Regions from separate parts of the Mus musculus genome. Here regions 1, 2, 3 and 5 are each linked to region 4. The links are chromatin contacts, called in public ChIA-PET and promoter capture Hi-C maps. All regions are on one chromosome and are shown on one strand. The core of a region is the stretch at or near the end of the contact, and the rest is flanking DNA. Distances in the headings are between cores, read along the strand shown.

What was found. Promoter capture Hi-C pulls out the DNA fragments that hold promoters and counts their contacts. ChIA-PET counts read pairs in DNA pulled down with a chosen protein or histone mark. Capture Hi-C pulls out chosen DNA fragments and counts their contacts.
Region 1: a contact with region 4 is called in a promoter capture Hi-C map of liver, with 2.7 times the contacts expected there. The contact joins the promoter of Angptl6 here to the promoter of Tmed1 in region 4. A contact is called at or near these places in 1 of 39 promoter capture datasets (cranial neural crest) and 2 of 9 other capture datasets (adipose tissue and liver).
Region 2: a contact with region 4 is called in a promoter capture Hi-C map of liver, with 5 times the contacts expected there. The contact joins the promoter of 1810064F22Rik here to the promoter of Tmed1 in region 4. A contact is called at or near these places in 2 of 39 promoter capture datasets (liver and pre-B cells).
Region 3: a promoter capture Hi-C map of liver shows a contact between it and region 4. The contact joins the promoter of S1pr2 here to the promoter of Tmed1 in region 4. A contact is called at or near these places in 8 of 39 promoter capture datasets (the C10 cell line, the HPC-7 cell line, cranial neural crest and 4 more) and 1 of 9 other capture datasets (liver).
Region 5: a contact with region 4 is called in an RNA polymerase II ChIA-PET map of memory CD8 T cells, with 5 read pairs. The contact joins the promoter of Pin1 here to the promoter of Tmed1 in region 4.

The regions. Positions count from the first base shown.
Region 1 is chr9:20,878,329-20,881,078 of GRCm38.p6, forward strand. Angptl6 (angiopoietin-like 6) reads right to left here and starts at 1,382. Exons shown (of 6, transcript NM_145154.2): 1 at 1,275-1,382; 2 at 1-275. The coding sequence starts at 266.
Region 2 is chr9:22,212,504-22,215,203 of GRCm38.p6, forward strand. It overlaps 1810064F22Rik (RIKEN cDNA 1810064F22 gene), which reads right to left and starts at 1,357. Exons shown (of 2, transcript NR_027981.1): 1 at 1,220-1,357.
Region 3 is chr9:20,975,359-20,978,058 of GRCm38.p6, forward strand. S1pr2 (sphingosine-1-phosphate receptor 2) reads right to left here and starts at 1,435. Exons shown (of 2, transcript NM_010333.4): 1 at 1,240-1,435.
Region 4 is chr9:21,508,975-21,511,674 of GRCm38.p6, forward strand. Tmed1 (transmembrane p24 trafficking protein 1) reads right to left here and starts at 1,260. Exons shown (of 4, transcript NM_010744.4): 1 at 1,020-1,260; 2 at 280-377; 3 at 1-140. The coding sequence starts at 1,202.
Region 5 is chr9:20,650,788-20,653,487 of GRCm38.p6, forward strand. It overlaps Pin1 (protein (peptidyl-prolyl cis/trans isomerase) NIMA-interacting 1), which reads left to right and starts at 1,331. Exons shown (of 4, transcript NM_023371.4): 1 at 1,331-1,410. The coding sequence starts at 1,353.

The DNA.
Region 1 (2,750 bases), core at 132-2,631, 630 kb before region 4:
CGCAGTGCGCGCACCTCGTCCGCGAGCGCACCACCCTCCGCCGCACGCCTTTGCAGCGCGCGCAGCAGCTCCTCGTGGCGACCCAGGCGCATGCGCAGCGTGGCCAGTTCGCTGTCTTGGGTGGCTTCTGAGCTCCTGCAGACGGCGCTAGTTGCCTTCTGCGGGGACAAAACTAGGGTGACGCGGCAACGCGCGGCACCTCCGAGCGCCCTCCAAGCGCCCAGCAGAAGCAGCAGTTGCAGCTTGCGTAGCCTGGCGGTCCCCATGGCCGTCACCTGCAGTGAAGAGGAAAGAGACTACTGTTTTAGCCTAGACGGGTCCCAAAGCTCCAAGGTAGCCAAGGAGAGCTAAAGTATTGATCCCTGGGCGTCACTTCCTACGGTTGTACTCCACAACAGAGCTGGGCTGCAGCTCGCAGCGCAGATTGTCCGTTTACCACAGTTCATACAACAACCAGAATCATTTTACACCCCAAATCCCTCTCCATCCTCGGTTCCGGACACTTGGACCTGGTCACCTCTCCCCTCAGAACCTTCGGTGGCCCCCACTTAAAGAGAAAACTTCCATTTTGCGTGGGGGGCGGGGCGTGCAGGGGATGGAACATCCATCACTCATGCTGGGCCCCTCTTTTCTAATTTGAGACATGGTGTCACTAGTAGCCCAGTCTGTTACCGAACTAGGTTAGGATGCTACTGCCTGGGCCTCTTCATCCCTAGATGGCTTGTGTGTGCCACCATACCAGGTTAATATTCGTGACTCCCCACTCCTGCCCTGCAGAATTCACACCCAGGGCCCTATGCCACCACTCCCAGGCACTCGGGCACACACTTGGACCTGCTCAGAAGAAACCACAAGTGCAAAGGTCCTGGAATTGGATCTCATTTCAGATGTGCTGAAAAGAAGACATAGCAAAGAGGCCTGTGGGGTGGCATAGAAGGGAAGTGAGAGAGCCGTGGAAACTTCTGAGCTAGAGGCAAGGTACATCAACTACAGTGGCTGCTCATCAGGCGTCAGCTCCCAAGCACTGGGCAGTCTTGGGCACATGTGGCCGCCTTCGTTGGCAAGCTTGGAGTAAATGAGAGACCTGGGAGCCTCCCTGTGCCCCCCCACACACAACGTATACACACACACACACACATACACATACATACATACGCACATACATATACATGCACATACATAGACAACATACATACACACCCGTACACACACAATCAAGACCAGATGCACTCTACAAACAGCATCTACCTACATCCACTCCTACCCACTCTCACCTCTCACAGCCCAGACGCTGGCTCCAGTGAGGTTTGCGGCAATTCCACAAAATCTGAGGAAGGCCTGAAGGACCAGGACGAAGGACCGGGAGTCCTTCTGGGTGAGTATCTGGGTGCAGGAGACTGAAAAGACAGAAGCCGAGAGAAGACTTGGAAACCACCCATCCCCCAGAGCATGGATGGAGCCTGGGAGCACAGCAAGTGTAAATATTTAGTATTTCCAGTGTGAGAACCCTGGGCAGAATAGCCAGATCCCCTTGCCCAGGCCTCCGGAGCATGATAACAGAGGCCACTGCCCTACGAGTCTCTTCCTTTCTCTCAGGCTCACAGAGCATGGGAGGCCCTAGGCCCTGGTAGACTTGTGGGCTCCAGACTCAGACAACCATGACAATGATGATGTATCAGTGAGTACCCTGATGCCTGGCGCTGGGGACACCCTTAAAGGGGTAAAACTTTCTCATTTAACCCCAGCAGCCAGTAGAGGTGTGAGCCCCTGCCTAGAATCCCCCAGTGAGGGGCTGGGGGTGTAGCTCAGTAGTAGGACACTTACAAAGTCCTTGGTACCCAATATTGCCAGAAGAAACAAAACCTTAGGATGTGGTAGCACAGACTTAATCACAGTACCTGGGAGGCAGCAGCAGTTGGAGCTCTGTGAGTTCCAAGCCAGCCAGTGAGCCCCTGTCTTAAAAGGGAGTGGGAGTGGGTGTTAGATCGGAACTGATGAAGGCAACATGGAAATAAAAGCCAGCATCAGCTCAACAGAGCAGGCAGTCCTTTACTAGAGAAATGGAGATTGTACGAGGGGCAGGGGGCTTGGAATGTTAGAGGACACAAAAGGGAACATTGCGGAGGAAGATTTTATCTGAGGGTTGTTTTATGTTGACTTATTAGTCGTTAGTCTTCTCCTGGCTCCTGCCTGCAGATGCTCTCATTACTATGTTGGCTTTCTTGTCAGACAAGATGTTTCTGTCCATATGCTACCCAGCAAGTTTTGGAGCTGTCCGAGGCTCTTTGCTTTAGATCCTTGTCTTAGTCATGGTTCTTCTGCTGTGAAGAGACACCATGACCAACTTATACAAGAAAGCATTTAATTGGGGGCCTGGTTACAGTTTCAGAGGGTGAGTCTATAACCATTATGACAGGGAGCATGGCAGCAGACAGACAGATAGACAAACATGATCCTGGAGCAGTAGCTGAGAGCTTGCATGCTACACATAAGCAGGAAGCAGAGGAGTGACCTTTTTGTTTGGCTTCAGACCCTGGGACAGGGGACAGTGTGTGTGTGTGCACACACACACGCGAGCATGCACATGTTTTGCATACCAAAGCAGACCTGGCTTCTTTTTTTTTCTTTCTTTCTTTTTTGTTTCTTTGGTTTTTCAAGACAGGGTTTCTCTGTGTAGCCCTGGCTGTCCTGGAACTCACTTTGTAGACCAGGCTGGCCTCAAACTCAGAAATCCGCCTGCCTCTGCCTCC
Region 2 (2,700 bases), core at 107-2,606, 700 kb after region 4:
AGCCTGATCTGATTAGCATTACCTTCATATTGACCTTCTCCTAAAAGCATGTTTATATCCTATTGAGCATTACCTGCCTGAGCATCCATCAGAGCAGTTCTTTTACTTGCTTCACGCCATTCAGAAATCCTGACAAAGTAGCCTTACATACAGTTTTCCAGTCTTGAGGGGTTAAATGAGCTTCCATCACAGTATCCAACAAAGCCTGTGTAAAGGGAGCTATGGGGCCATACTAGGCCACAGCTGTTTTTAACTCTTTTATCACTTTGAAGTCTAACATTTGATATTGTCTGACTACATTGCCCTGCTGATCAACTATCTCAACTACAGAAAAAGCCAACACTTCAGATGTATCTTGCTCCTCTCTGCAAGCCTGATTCACAGCTTTTCTAATGGAAATTGGCATATCAGGATTATTGCTCTTTCCTGTACTTGATGCACTCTTATTCTTGTAGTTTATTAGTCAATTTCTGAAGCTTAACTTCTAATTCTAATTTATAGACTTGCATGTCCATCTGAGCAGCATTTCCTACATTAGAGGCCATAGGCAGAGCAGAAAGTACAAAAGGAGGCCAATCCTCATTATGATATTTGACAACCTCTTCTTCTAAATCTTCTTCCTCCTCTGCATCTAATTCATCATCAGTGCCTCCAAGTTCTGTCTCCCTAGGTCTATAAGGCGTGCCAGGTCTGTATTGTTGTGCTTTGGAGTTGAGAGTGCCTCTTTCTGCGGAAGCCCTCTCTGGCAGCTGTTCTCCCTGGGGTTCCTCAAGCTGCTCCTGGGCAGTAGCTAACACCTGTGAAGTCTCTTCGTTTTTATTATTATCAATAGCATCTTCTATAAGCACCCACAGACAGAAGGTGATAGGATCTGTCCGAGTGGCTCCTAGAATGTCTCAAATCTATCCTAGGTTTCCTTATTTAAAGTGCTTTCTTCTGAAAACCATGGACTACACGAATCTATTTGAGCTAAAATTTTTTTCTAATGTCTGTTTTGAAAACCCTGCTCCTCTCGCCTGGAGCAGCTCTTTTAGACAGCAGACAAAGGCCTATTTAGAATTTCTCTGTCTCATTGCCCTGTCAACCCTAGGTGAAGTCGGTGTCGGGCCAGCACCACTTCAGCCTAGCTGGTATCCCTTTGAATAAATCTCCTGCAACAACAGTCTCCAAAAGATAAAATTTATGGCTAGCGCTAGCATTAATGCTGTATGTTGCTTACCATGCTTCATGGATACTTTCACTTTTCTTGTGTTTTCTATGGAGCTCCACCCAAGACACCGTTTCTCAGTAGGTTCCCCTGTTTTCAGGCCCTTCATTCAGGTGCCACCTGTAGCCATCCAGCAGCCTCCAGCAAACTGGTTTTACCTGAAAGGGAGGCTGGAAATGAAGGGGGTGGGGTGGGGGGATGACGAGAGAAGAATGAAGCCAAGACAAAGGTTCTGATTAAGGCTCAAAGTTTAATAATTAGCTTTGCATTTATAAAGGGAAAAACCACAAAACCCACCCCCTTCTTCAGCTGGAATATGTTGTAGAGCAAGGTCAACGTAGGCAGCCAAAACAGCTAAGTTCCCATGGGAACCTACAACTGCAGCCAAGACAAATGTCTCTGTCCAGGTTGATAAGACCTGTTGTGGCAAATGTTCAAGGTCTTCTTAGCCTGCTCAAGGCTGGGAAGGTTACAGAGAGTGGAAACCCTTGTTTTGTTCCAATTATTAGAAGAAATGGTCTCTGGGTTTTGGCATTAGTGTGATGTTGGTTATAGATGTTTTAGGATTGTTTATTTCTCTGTTTTACAATAGCGTAGTTTACTCCTTAACAATTTCATATGTGGGATGGAGAGATGGCTCAGCAGTTAAGAGCACTGACTACTCCTTTAGAGGTTCTGAGTTCAATTCCCGCAACCACATGGTGGCTCACAACCATCTGTAATGGGATCTGATGCCCTCTTCTGGTGTGTCTGAAGACAGCTACAGTGTACTCATATACATAAAATAAATAAATATAATCTTTTAAAAAATGTAAACATATTAACAAGTCCGTAGATACCATTAGCACCTGAAAGTTCTAAATGCTAGTGTGCTGTCTCCTGTTACTGGGGTGGTATTAGGAAGCTTCACTGACAAACAGGTTCCAGTTTGTTCTGAAGGCTTGAACTCATATCCCTCACGACAACTGCAGAATCCAAGATAAGTTCAAGACCACAAACTATATAGTTTGAGTGGTCAAAATGACTAAGCCTACAACTGCCAAAATAAGATTTGCTGTTCTCAGAGAAATAACCATAACAAAAATAATAGTTCTCAGAAAAATTCCCCTACCCTACCCCACACTGAATTCCAAGAAAAACCACAAACCACCCTGACCTTGTTGCTAGAATTCCCCTGACGTTGATAGCCATGATTTAATAGCTGTGATGTTAATAGCTGACCCATAAGTTCAAAACATACTGCTGCTTTGCTGACCAACCACAAGGGCAGGCAGAGTGAGGGACTAGGCCAAAGGGTTACTTAGTCACCCTATACAAACCAACCAATGCCTGAAAGGGTTACTTGCTACACCAATTAGAATAAGCCAGCTAGCCGGGCGTGGTGGCACACACCTTTAGTTCCAGCACTCGGGAGGCAGAGGCAGGCGGATTTCTGAGTTCGAGGCCAGCCTGGTCTACAAAGTGAGTTCCAGGACAGCCAGGGTTATACAGAG
Region 3 (2,700 bases), core at 185-2,684, 530 kb before region 4:
TCTCTTGCTTGGTGCAAGCGAGGCAGGCGCATGAATGAATGAAAGAGCCTGAAATTGGGGGGCTCGTTCGCATGCAAAGCATGGGGACATCTCCTGGCAGCACCCCTACCCTACCACTATAGGAAGCTGAAGCCGGGCGCGTCTCCTTGGCGACAGTAAGACCCGCCTGGCTCAGGCAGCACTCTCCAGCTCCTTATCAGGCCGAGGAATGCGTGGTATCCACACTCGCTTGCGCTGGGGCGGCGCCATCTCTCTCTCCTGAGACCCCGACACGCGCGCAGGATGTCCCTATCCTGCACAAAGCAACAGGGGGTGGCCACATTTCTGCACCCCACCAGAGGCCCCCCACATCCAGATTCCTGGGGCACTGGAGAGAGTAACTACAGCTACTTCATTCCCTCCCCCCCCCTCAGTGATGCTCCCATGTTGCCCCGCAGGGGACAGTAGGCTCTGCGGGTGTCGCCTCGGGCATCTAACAACAAGGATAGGGACGGGGGTGGGGAGGTGGAAATCCCCGGGTGAGTCAACCCATGCTCTAGAGGGGGGCGAGGTCCCAACGCCGTGTAGCCCGCGACAACGCGGACTCCACGCCACGCGTGCCTTCCTTCACTCCTACGCCCCATCCCTGAGCTAGGAAAAGGAGACACCTGGACTTTGCAGTTAATGTCCCTTTCCTTCGATACAAAGTGATTCTTCCGAAAGAGAGACTGAAAGAGAGGGGCAACTAACTGGAAACTGAGGCAAAAAACTAGTCTCACAGGCGGTGGGGCGACGGCCTTCGCCGGGGACCCCGCCCATGAACTCTGAAAGCTTTCCCCGCTCGCTCGTCCGTAGCACCTTTCATCCTAGCCGGAGACAGAGAAGAAGGGATGCTGCACCTCTCCCCAACAACCTCACTGCCCCAAACCCTGCTTCCTGAGAACCCCCATCCAGTCTTGCAAAGTCTCCAGCTCAAAGCGCTCGGATTCCGCCTTTCTCTTCAGCGCCAACTTCCTGCCCGAAGGAAGGCGGGGAGCTCAGTCTGGGGGTGCGCCACTGAGTAGGTGGCGAGCTGCCTGGAGTAGTGGGCAGGGGCGCATGGTAGATGATCTGTTCCCTCGGTGCAGCAGAGCCTGGAGCAGCGCGTGCAACGCCTGTACGAGCGCCTGACCCCGGACCGGGCCCCCCAGCTGGGATCTCAGGGTCTCCGTGAACCGCGGCCGCCCAGATCGGAACCTCCCCTCTGCCCCGCGCGCTCACCTGGCTAGGCCGGCCGGGGTCCCTGCCCTGGCCTGAGTGGCCTTGGCGTCTGCGCCCCGGGACAGCCAGTGGTTGGTTTTGGAGACTGTTGGCTGTGCTCGGTCTATGTCCCGGAGTTGGGGACCCAGGACAAGAGAGAGGCGGGCAGAGCCGCTGCCTCCGGCCCCAACTCCCTGCTCGCCCCGCCCTCCTCTCCTCCTCTTTCCGGCGGCGACTTGCAATGAATTCCAGATGTGGCCCGCCAGTTAGCCAGGGCGCGCACGGGGGAAGAGCAGGGCCCCTTTGTCCACACCCCCACACACACACTCCTGCCCTGCTCCTCCCAACCCCCACTCGTGAGAACTGCCGTGGCATGATGTCACGGCCGCGTGACGTCACAGCTCTCTTAACCCAGGTGACCTAGTACTGAAACAACTGTATTCCATTTGGCTTAGCGCCAGGCTAATGCTTGGGACCTGGAAATGGAGGAAATCACACTTACCTACTATGTGAGAACTCAGCAATTCAAGATTAAGCACCTACTATGTGTTTCTACAAGAAATAAATTCCTACACTGTATCATACCCAGCCCCCCAAACAGAAGACTTGGTAAGAACTCCCAGATCCAACTGGGCTTTGTGGCACATATGCCTGTCATTCCAGCATCTGCCACCTGGGAGGTGGGAAGATCAGGAGTTCAGGGTCCTCTTAGCAACCTTAAGCCACTGCCTGCTCAAGACCCTTTCTGAAAAACAACAGGCAGGGATGTGGAGGCAGGTGGTTGAGTGTTTGCCTAGCATGCATCCTCAACACTGCAAAAATATGGAATGGTGGCTTGGGCCTCTAATTCCAAACTTGTGAAGTAGAAGCAGGAGGTTTGTTTTAGAGTTCAAGGCCAATCTGGATCACATGATCCTGTTGGCTCCTTCCCTCCAAACAACTCAGGGTGAAAAAAAAATCCAAAATTAGAGTGAGTGACAGAAGGTCAGCTGTCCAGCTCCACTAGGCAGGGAGGGGAAAGGGCTTGTCTGGAAGCCTGACCTGAGGTCAGTCCCTGGAAGCAAAGTTGGCCTCTGACCTCCACAGGGCACACTGGCATTGCTGCACCTACATTCATTCACTGATACATGTACAATAATAATAAATGCATTTAAAAAAGAATAACAAAACCGGGCGTGGTGGTGCACGCCTTTAATCCCAGCACTCGGGAGGCAGAGGCAGGCGAATTTCTGAGTTCAAGGCCAGCCTGGTCTACAGAGTGAGTTCCAGGAGGCTGTGAGTTGTCAGTGGGTAAGGCCTTGCCTGGGACCCACAAGGTGGAAATTGAGAACCAATTCCTGCAAGTTGTCCTGTGACCTCCAAGGCCTGCTGCTGAGGCACATGCACACACCCACGTACATGTACACACCCACGTGCATGCACGCACATGGGTATAAAGTTAAAATTAATAAATTTTTAAAAGGCGCTAAAGAGGTGCCTCTA
Region 4 (2,700 bases), core at 10-2,509:
CAGCCTCCGCCCAACCTTCTACCTCCTCCTCATCTTGGAAGCTGTCAAAGATGAGCTCAAAGAACACAAGCTTTTCTGAGATGGTGCTGAAGGAGTTGTCAAAGCACAGCCTGTAGTCTCCGGCCTCAGTAGGCTCCACCCTGGGCAGACAGATGAGACATAGACGTGACCCTGGAGTGACCAGCCAGCTGGTCTGTGGAACCAGTAGGATGGTAACCTGAGGCCACTGGGGAGCTGCAGGGCTGTAACTGAACCAAGGCAGGGCAGGACTTCACTCACGTGTGTACCCCATCAGCCTTTCGAGACTCACTGACCAACAGCACACCCTGAGGGCTCTCCAAGGTGAAGTCCACGTCCAGCCCAGCACCTCCGATCACCTGAAGAGCAGGTAAGAATTGGGGAACTGGCAGCTTTGTGCAAGCCTATCTGCCACAGAAAGCCTGGGTTAAACCGAACCGGGAAAGACCCATGTAAGATCACCAAGAACCTATCTTTAAGAAGAAAAAAGAACAACCACAAATCCCAGGTATTTGCTTGAGATAGAGGAGTAGCGCCTGTGGAGGGAGATTAGTCAGAGCTGCACTTCTACCATAGAGTTAGGAAACTCGGGTCGTCGTAGTTTAGCAGCAAGCGGTTTTTGTTTTGTTTTGTTTTGTTTTAACCCAGCAAGCTATTTGGATTCCCCCAAGGGCCTATCTGAAGACCAACATCCATCCACACCTACAAGGTTTCTTCCCAGTCCCTAAGATGGATACATCCACGTGAGGTCTTTTATCAACCACCCTGCCAACGCCCTTGAGTAGTCTAAGGTGGCTGTCTACCTGACCGCTAACTTAATCGTAACCTACCCAACAGCCGCCAGGAACTTCCCTAGAACCCAACCCAAAGAGCTCTGAGCAGAGCATGCCCCTTCTCTGCAAGACTATTAGCGTTCTGGCCACACCTCTGCCCCGCCCCTCCCGCCTGTTGGCCACGCCCCCAGCCCTGCTCTATTCCGAGCCCGGGACCCCCTCTCTCACCTGGTACTCGGTCTCAAGACTAGCATTGGCCGGTGCGGACTGATAGAAACACTGCTTTCTCCCGGCGGGAAGCAGAAATGTGAACTCGCCGTCCTGGATAGGCGGCGGCCCTGCCTCTCCCACTCCTACTGCTGGCAGGAGTAGCCACAGGGCCAGTGCTACGGCCGCGCCGGCCGCCATCATCCGGGTCACCCTCTACTCACGGGGCGTGGACCCTTTAAGGATTTGTCCTGCCCACCTCTTATTTCGGCAAAGCTCATTGGCTTCGGCTTCTGTTCGACCCCAAAGCCGCGGAATGCTGACTGAAGGGCCCCAGGATGGGGAGCTGCCCTGGTAATTGCCTAATCTGCTAGAAAGCATACTAACGCTACTGCGAACTTCGTGAAACCTACCCAAGTCTGATATCAACCACTGCATTTGGTGGGGGCACTGACAAATCTAAAAATGGTGAAGCACTTCTTTACAGGCAACAATTAAGATGACTAAACGGGGAGGTTTGCAGGTCCTCCCTTGGCACCGCCCGCTCTCTGCCTTCCCCAATTCAAGGTGCTTTTGCCCATTGGTCAATCAAGTGTAGGCGTAGCCCTCCGAGGACGGCGGCTTTGTTGGATTCTGATCTCAACTTGTGTGACGGGTGCGACAGGCAGATATGCCAGGTGCTAGTATTCCAATATTGGAGTTCTGGCGATGTTAGTTCAGTGAGCATGGCCTCCCCCGACTGCTTTTCCTTTACACCTTATACCATCCCTAAGGGGGTGGTGGAATGTTTGTTGGTGAGTAGAATACTGCCTCAGCCTGCGTACAATACATCTCAAACCTTTGGGTCAGCAGGTCCACGTGCATCTGTGCTGACACATGCAGTATTCCAGTACTTGAAAGGCTGAGTCGGGAGGTGGAAGGAGTTCGAGGCCATCCTCTCGAACTGGTATGGAACTACATAGTTCCAGACCAGCAAAAAAATCAAGGAATCTATTTTGGGCTTTGAATGGCTCAGAGAACACAGGCGCTTGCTGCTAAACCTAATGACCTTAGTTTAATCCCCATGTGCTACGATAGTGGAAGGTCAGAATTGACTCCTGCAATTGTCCTCTGACCTACACACACACACACACACACACAACACTGTGTGCTTAGCTCTTGTTCACTTGACAAAATAATCTGGCAAGTTGAGTGTCACTTGAGGAATTGCCTGTTGGGCATTTTCAACGTTGCTGGAAGACCCAGCCCACTGTAGATGGTACCTTTCCTAGACAGGTGGGGATGAGCTATATAAGAAAAGTAGCTTGAGCCGGGCGTGGTGGCGCACGCCTTTAATCCCAGCACGCAGGAGGCAGAGACGGGTGGATTTCTGAGTTCGAGGCCAGCCTGGTCTACAGAGTGAGTGCCAGGACATAGGACAGCCAGGGATACACAGAGAAACCCTGTCTCGGGGAAAAAAAAAAAAAAAGAAAGAGAAACCTCAAAAGAATAAAGGTAATTTACAGCAACCAACATCAGCCTAAACAGAACTCAGAACATTTCCACAATCAGGAATAAAACAAGGTGTCCACTCCCCATATCTGCTTAATATAGTACTTGAAGTACTTGAAGTCCTTTTATTTTTTTTTTTTAAACAGTTTCTCTTTGTAGCCCTGGCTATCCTGGAACTCTAGACCAGGCTGGCCTTGAACTCATGGAAATC
Region 5 (2,700 bases), core at 81-2,580, 860 kb before region 4:
GAGAGATCAGATTGCCACAAATTGTGCTCTTGACTACAGTTTTCTTGGCAGTATCCCTTATAAATGTAATCTTTTGTAAAGTAACTTTAAAAAAAAAAATTCTGGAGATAGGGTTTCTCTGTGTAACTCTGGCTGTCCTGGAATTCACTTTGTACACCAGCCTGGCCTTGAGCTTGGAGATCTGATTACCTCTGCCTTCCAAGTGCTAGGATTAAAGGCATTTGCCACCACCACTAGGCATAAAGTAACATTTTAAAGTTCTAATGTATATGAATGTTTTGCCTGCATGTATGTGTGAATGCATACTACGTTCAGGCCTGGTGAATTGAAAAGGTCTTGTGGAAGAGTAGCTAGGGCTCTTAACCACTGAGCCATCTCTCTAGCTCTACACAGATTTTTTTTTTCCTTTTGCTTGTTTGTTCGTTTGTTTGTTGAAACAAGGTTTCCTGTGAAGCCCTGTCTGTCCTGAAATTCACTTTGAAGAGCAGGCTGTTCTCGAACTCAGAGAATTGCCTGCCTTTGCCTCCTGAGTACTGGGATTGAAGGTACACACTAGCACACCCTTTTCCTTAGACTACCAATTGACTAAAACTGATCGTTGGAGCTGTCCACCCCCTCCTACTCCCTTTCCTCATCCTAGTGGTACCGCTCTCACCCATCAGTCACCTGCCTAGAAGCCAGGAGGAGCCCATGGAGAAGGAATAAGTCGAAGTAGGTTCTAAAAAAGACACGGAAAGTGGGTGAATGGACCAGTGAAATGGTTCGCCTTGTGAAAACCAAACGGGACTGGTTTCGCTTTGGACATTTGGGAAAAAACAGTGGGAAGAAGGAGAACTCAAAAGCCAAATTTAGGCTCTACATAGTTAGCCTCTGCATAGTTAGGCGCTGCATAGTCACCAAGGCAACTGCATTGCTATGGCAACGGCAAAGTACAGCAAAAGTACCTTGTATCTTAGTTCCTGCTGGCCACTTCCGCGCGGATGTTGGCGGACCTCCGAGAAAGGCTCAAGAAGGCCGGATTGGCTGCCTCAGGAGCCAGTCAAATAAGCTCTATTTTGTGGCCTAAGCGAACCAAGAGAGCCTTTTGACGCTTAGAGGGAGCCACTTTCCCGGTTGGAGCACCCAATAGACGTAGCTTCCAGACGAGCCAATCGGCAGTGGTGTTGGGAAGGTGGGAGGCTGTGTGTAGGGGCGGTCCGACCGCGGGGGAGTCCAATAAAAAGCTCGCGTGCTCGCGGCTCCGTGTTGCCGTCCAATTGGCGTTTCTATTGGACGAGCCAATCACCAGCGGCGCTGCTCTGGCGCGGGGTCAGAGCCGCGGAGGCGGAGCAGGCGCTGCGGCAGGAGGGAAGATGGCGGACGAGGAGAAGCTGCCACCAGGCTGGGAGAAGCGTATGAGTCGCAGCTCAGGTACCTCTTGGGGGTCGCCCGGGGCCAGGGCGGGGCCTCGCGAGCTCTCGGAAGTTAGGCTGGAGCTTGCCGAGACAGGCGAGTCTCATCACCGGCCTGATTCGGGCATGGAGATCTGGCCTCCTCCGCGGATAACGGGCCCGGAAAGCCAGAAACTGAGGTAGGAGGTGGGGCAGGCACAGACGCGCCCCCGTCCTCGCCCACCGCTGGGCTCCGGTGCTCAGAGGTGACGAGGCTGCACCTCGGGGCTCCCTTGAGAGGAAGAGATCCGGACTCAGTGCAGAGGGCGTGGGCCGCCCTGATCTGAGTTCTCCCGCAGCATCCGAGACACGTGCCTGCTCATCCCACCCCCCAACCCCCATCGGGACCCTGCGGCAGTGATGGCTTCTAACCAGGCCAGTTCGTCTCTGGGTCAAGCATGGTACCAAGCTCTTTGAAAGACTTTAAGTTCTTTCATAAGTCCACGTCGGTGTGGTCTCACGTTCTCCCACTCTCTCTCTCTCTCCCTCTCCCCCCTACCCTCCTCTCTTCTCTCCTCTCCTCTCTCTTCCTCTTCCCCTATCCCCACCCCCACCTCCATATCTCCCTCCCTCTTTTTCCTTGGCTTATTCTCTCCCTCCTCCTCCTCCTCCTCCTCCTCCTCCTCCTCCTCCTCCTCCTCCTCTCTGTAGCTACCCTCTTTCAAAAGAAGACTTGCTCTCATTTTTGAGGTGAGAGAAACTGAGGCCAGGACACGGAAAGAACTCATCTGATAATGCACTTCAGTTACTAGGAATGCCCTGGATTGCAATGATTTTTAATTTTATTTTTATTTTTACTTCTTTTGATCCCAAGCATAGCCTTCCTCGGTGTCAGTGGCAACGCCTAGAGTAGCCTACAAGGACCTCAGGTAGAGCTAGGGTCTCTGCAGCCTACAGAGCTCTCTCAGAATTCTTAGTTATTAAGCATCAGGGTTCTGGACACTGCTTATGGCTCTCTCTGAATTAACCCAGCTAGGTTTAATGTCATTCACTTTCCCCATTTTGTCGAGGGTGGATGTGGAAAGGTATTAGACAGAGCCTCATAAAGACAGGTTACTCTTGAATTCTTGGTCCCCTGCTTCAGCTCCCCCAAGTGCTGAAATTACAGGCATGCACCACTTTGCCCAATGTATTTATTGAGGCAGTCTTTATTAGTAAGACTATACTTAGTGTGTGTGCATGTGGAGAGCAGACAATAACTTGCAAGAGTTTTTTTCCTTCTACCATGCGTAACTCATATCCTCAGGCTTGGCTGCAGGCACTTACCCAT